2 separate regions of the Anser cygnoides genome follow, and region 1 is linked to region 2. The links are chromatin contacts, called in public Hi-C maps. All regions are on one chromosome and are shown on one strand. The core of a region is the stretch at or near the end of the contact, and the rest is flanking DNA. Distances in the headings are between cores, read along the strand shown. Region 1 holds the start of TXNL1 (thioredoxin like 1). Region 2 holds the start of STARD6 (StAR related lipid transfer domain containing 6).

Evidence for each region. Hi-C and Micro-C count contacts between places; a contact is called where the count stands out from the background.
Region 1: a contact with region 2 is called in a Hi-C map of granulosa cells, with 2.1 times the contacts expected there. The contact joins the promoter of TXNL1 here to the promoter of STARD6 in region 2. A contact is called at or near these places in 2 of 7 Hi-C or Micro-C datasets (granulosa cells and liver).

Annotation. Positions count from the first base shown.
Region 1 is chrZ:61,327,531-61,330,291 of Taihu_goose_T2T_genome, forward strand. It overlaps TXNL1 (thioredoxin like 1), which reads right to left and starts at 1,379. Exons shown (of 9, transcript XM_066988932.1): 1 at 1,209-1,379. The coding sequence starts at 1,306.
Region 2 is chrZ:60,774,807-60,777,506 of Taihu_goose_T2T_genome, forward strand. STARD6 (StAR related lipid transfer domain containing 6) reads right to left here and starts at 1,319. Exons shown (of 7, transcript XM_048079778.2): 1 at 1,264-1,319; 2 at 731-824; 3 at 529-578. The coding sequence starts at 820. It overlaps CZH18orf54 (chromosome Z C18orf54 homolog), which reads left to right and starts at 1,377. Exons shown (of 8, transcript XM_066988996.1): 1 at 1,377-1,579; 2 at 2,440-2,700. The coding sequence starts at 2,452. LOC136789146 (a long non-coding RNA gene) reads right to left here and starts at 522. Exons shown (of 2, transcript XR_010827968.1): 1 at 1-522.

The DNA.
Region 1 (2,761 bases), core at 129-2,628, 550 kb after region 2:
AATCCTGGTGATACAATTAAGAATGACATTTAGAAACACATCATGAAGTGTTAATTCCCACTTCCTCAGACAGTTTCAATGTCACATGATTAGCTGCACCTATTAATTAAAATGAACTTCATATTTCCCATCTAATCTGTTTAGCTCCAGCACCTTTTGCTGCAGAGTAAAATACTCCTAAGTAAAGGCACTTTTGGGGGGGGTGCAAAGACTTAACTGCTTTTCCTGATACAGCAAAACATACTCTTAATAGAAGACTAGTACCAGCAATTCCCGTTACCAGCTGTAACAGAAGTCTACAGTAAGGTCTCTACATGGGACTTGAAATATTTACCAATAACGGTATATTAAAGCCTTAGCAGTAATCACATAATTGTTACTGTGATAAATTTCATTTACTATAACTGTAGCACGTTACCACCAACGTAGCTCTATCAGCTTGGTTGAAAATACATATCTGTTAATGATGATAGCTTTACTGGCATATACAAAGTGCACATACACAGCTATTCCGACAAAGCAATATTCTTACAACTTTGCTTGTTGTGAAAAAAGTGATTAAAAGGCAAAACAGCAGAAAACTCCCACAGCAGCATACCAACATGTGACATATCTAAAGCAGAGAGCCCTGCAGTGTCAGTGTGAGTCTGCCGACACGCACAGCTTTAAACCAGCACCAGTAAGATCCGCTTCACCCTTCTCATTCTCATCTGAGAGAGGACAGGGATCCACGGCTGTGCAAGGCAGACCTGCAGGTGTTCGTAAACGGGACGCACCACGCCGTTAACCTCACCACAGCTCGTCTGTAGCCAAAACGTTTTCGTGGGCAGTTGTGCAAGGCGTGTGAGCGAGCTCCCCGCCACCCGCGGGTGAAGCCGACTGACCGAAGGGGCGCCAAGCGGCAGCGGCCGGGCGCCGGGTGTGTCACCGGCACGCCCCGCAGCGCCCGCTGACACGCAGCCACCGGCTCCGGGCCCTCCCGTGCCCAGCGCCGCTCCCGGCGCTGCACCCACGGCTCTGGGGACGGGACGGGACGGGACGGCCGCCGGGGCGCCGGGCACGGCCGGGAGGCGGAGCGGGAGCGCAGGCAGCGCGAGCGGGGCCCTGAGGAGACCGAGGGGCGCTGCGCACCGGCAGCACGGACCCGGGCGGGCTCCCCCGGCGCTCGGTGACCCCGGCCGCCTCCCGCGCGGCCCGGCCGGACTCACCCCCGCATGGTGAACTTGACGACGGCGAGCCGGGAGCCGGCGGCGCTGAGCTCGGGCTGGAACTCGGCGTCGTTGGCGATCGCCTTCACGCCCCCCATGGCGGGCGGCGGCCCCGGACCGCGATCTGCAGCGTCACGCCGCGCCGCGCGCCCGGCATGCACCGCGCCCCGCACGCACCGCGCACGCGCGCCCCGCCCCGGCCCGGTGGGGCCGCCGGGAGGCGCCGCCGCCATTTTAGCTTGGGGCAGGCGCGAAGCGGGGGCGGCCATCTTGGTTTGGGGCAGAGCCAATAGGGCTCAGCGCCCCAGCATCGGCACCTGCTGGGCTGCGGGCCCCCAGCCCCAGGGGCACAAATCCGCAAAGAAACGCACATACCTGCCACAAAACCACCCCTGGGCCCCGGGGCATCAGCACCCGTGGGTGCCAGCGCCTGTGGGACCCATCCACCAGCACGCGTGGAGCACGAGGACACCGCAACCCGCTGTGCCTCGTCCTCATGTTTGTGCCCGGTGCGCTCATCCTGCCGCTGGGCACTGCGCATTTACACACGTTGTAACCCCCGTCAGGCATTTACACACACTTGAGGTCTGCCTGAGCCATCTCGTTAATGTGTGTTGGTGAAAAAAAGTGGCATGTTTAAAGTCACAGAATGATTGTGTTCAGCATTTTTACTTACACCTTAGGAAAGCTTAATATTTTCTGTAACGCAAAACGCACTCGAGCCTTTTACAATAGCTAGGATAAAGCAATCCTGTAATTTTTCCTGTTTTCCTGCTTAACCTTGTGATATAAAGTGGCATGACTTTGACCAGCATTGCCCTCAGGAATTTATTATTACCGGACAACTGGAGAATCGCCACTCTCCCAGCTGAAAATAATTCACGTTGTAAGCAGGCTGCTGTTCCAGACAGGCGTCTGTTCTTCTTGGATGACAGGGCACCTAGCCCCGCTTGCCAGGCGTCTCGTGGTTGTATGTAATTTTCATATCTCTATGGAGATAGATCAGTGGATCTCGGCATTACTTTTCTCATAAAAATATACCAACACAGTATTAGGGTTTGTTCAAATGTTTATACGCAACAGTTGAACTGGAATTGGTTACTAATTCAACACCAAGAAAAATTTAGAGTTGCTTCGTCTTTACCCATCAATTATAGGGAACTGGGGGTATGGAACATCTCGATACAACGTCCCCAAATAGTTAACAGGACGTGCCAACACACAGTAAAACAAGTTGTGAACTGATTTCACTATTTTAATGGCTTCTGGACAAGAGAAAGCGTTCTCTCTCGTTTCAACTGCAGAAATAATAGTTTTTCCCTTTCTATCCTAACAGTTGTGAGGTACCGATGTGCATTGCTAAGTTGCTGACAGGAAAAAAGAAAGCCGTCACTGCAGCTTCAGCACACCCGATGAATTTGTGTGCGGCTAAGGACCATTACACCTACGGAAGGCCTGACAGCAAGAAGTGCTGTTTCACTTGCAAAGAAAACGAAGAAGTAACATCGGTGGCCCACCACCCCTCCTTAGCTCGGTCCATTGAGAGGTTCAGA
Region 2 (2,700 bases), core at 69-2,568:
ATGCTGCTGCTGCTTCAGAGACTAAAAGACCCTCTTCTTCCCAGTACAGCAAACTCCTTTTCAAGTGCCAGAAAGAAAAAGGCACAGGTAAAGCAGCGTGAGAGCTTTAGTGTGTTTACATGTGTATCAGTGATTTCACGAGTGTGAAGATGAGAAAAGGGAACTCCTGCTGATAGGTATAACGGCATGAACAGGATATTCCACCAGGAACAGCTTCCAACTTCAGGCTAAAAGGTAGTAATAGGTGTCTACTTATCCTATATTAATTACTGCTATAGAATATTTAATTTCCATAGCACATTTAAAATCGTTTGGGAAATGCATCTCTTCTATTCCAGCGCTACTGCTGACTCAGGGCAACTATAGTGCAAAATCTCTGCAGTTAACAAGACTAAACACATCCCTGAGGGACAGAACACGATCAGTTTTTCCATTTAGATCTTGGGTGTCACTGTTTAGATCTGGGCGTCACTGCTCGAGACAGATGTTGGCGTTCGTTACAATGACAAACAAAATGCAAATACTTACATATTTCCCGCATACTCTTTTGAAGGCTTTGAAGAAACTGTAACATTTTTCTCAAAATGAGAAAAAGAAAATAAAAAGTTAGTAGACTACCTTCCATCAGTTGCTAGTTTTTTAAAGCAAAACAAAGTTTTAAACACTTTCTGCAACAAAATGTGTTTAATAAGGATAACTTCATAAACAGTATTAACTAGTATTCACTTACCGAAACTTTTATCACCCTCCATCCTGAAGTATCCTGGCTGTACGATAAGATTTTTTCTGAAATTTCATCCGTGATTTTCTTATAGTCCATTTATCTGCAAAAACGTAAAAGCAACTTGTTGGCATGCAATAAAAGCATTCCCTGAAGGGCAGTAAGGGCTCGCTTGTCTATTCTTTCCGAAGGCTTTAATAAACCTTGAGCGTTCCTATCAGATGAACTTCTTGGCCATCGTATTCCAATTCAGAAACGAAGCCAGTCGTTTATTAAAACGACATCATACAACCGTTTCCCAGCCCGGACTCCTGATGACCGGGGCTCGGGGTGGGACTTTCGCATCAATTCCAGCGCCCAGCCCGCACCTCGCTGCCACCAAACCCGTTGTCACCACAGGTCGGGTGTCCCCCTCGTCACGGAGCTCACCACACGGGGATCCGGAGCTGCCAGGACGCCTCGCAGCCCGCTCCGCCTCGCCTCCTTCCCTCGCCTCCTTCCCTCCTCACACCCGTCCCCCCCGGGCTCTCCTCACGCCTCACCTCACCCGCCTCACGGCCGCGCTCGGCCCCGCCCCGGGGCATGCCGGGAGCTGTAGTCCCAGCCCGCCCCGCCCCGCCGCCCCGCCGCCCGCCTCGGACTACAACTCCCATGGGGCCGCGCCTGCCCGCCGCCATTTTGTGCGGGTGCGCTCGGCGCTGAGGGGGCTGCGCGGCCCCGCGGTGTGCGAGGGGCTCGGCTCCGGCCGGCGGGGCTGCTTGTCCCGGGCTTGGCAGGGGCACCGGCGGTATTTTTTGGGGAAGAAGCCCCGGGAGGCCTCCACCGGCCCTGCTGCAGGGCCCCGCTACTCCTTTCCGTGTAAATCTTGGTGATCGGCGTGTGCTTGTGGTGCTCTGCGTAATAAAGTTACTAATTCCTGTGCCTTGTCGCAGCGTCTGTTTCCTTCTAACACGCTAACGTGCTTTTCAAACGGGCTTTTGCTCGCAGGAATGATACTTACAAGGAAGTTTCGGTCTTGGTTGCGGGGTTTGGAACCAGCCTGCACTTCAGTCCATGGTTTGGGGGGTTACAAAGTCAGCTTGGATAGCAGTGACTAAATGGTGTAGATTGGGGAAATCTTAAGCACTCCGATGCTCTGTCAGTTCCTGTTGTGGCCTGTAAAATTATATCAGTATATGTGTACATCTGGCTGTGTGAAACAATCTATAGGAGTAATACATTTCTACTTCAGTTACATTCAGCTTTTTTTCTTCTTTATACTAGGCTACTTCTATTGTTTTCCATGAGTACCACCGTTGTGCTGGTTCTGAAATAAAAGGTTATGATATTCCTGCATTTCTTTGCTGAATGTCAGCAACATGAAGCACAGTTCTTGCAAAAGCTGGATGCTGAGGGCCCTTGGGAACTAGCGAGGAGCTGGATTTCCTTGCCATCCTCTTAGCTCTATGTTCCGCTAAAGCTTCAGTATACAAGAAGTTTTCCCTATTATCTTTTTTTTTTTTTTCCCCCGAGGCTTTATTTTCTGCCTTTTGCTTTTCTAGGCGTGACGCATATGTACGACTAACTTACTTGAAAAGCAGGAAGTTGAATAGCTAAATATTATTTTCCTAAAAATTACTGACATTTTACATAACTAAAAAAAGAAAATCTTAGATCCATTACGGTTTGAGAACGTGTTTCAGTGCAGATGGTCACTTGGGCTTTCTTTTTCCATTTAGACTGATTAAAAAATGAGTGAAGATTCTAATAGAAATCTGGATAAAAACCATGACCAGCTTAATAAAAAACACAGCGTCTCCTCTCCTGATTCAACAGTATCTTTTCTTCTAACAAGCACTGGCAGCAGCAATTCGTGCTCAAACAGTTTGATTCAATACAAGGACAAGCTTTACAGCTCTGCATCTGAGGCTCTAGAAGCTTATATTGAAGATTTTGATCTAAGTCTCACGTCTTCAGAAATAACCACTGGAAAAATCTGC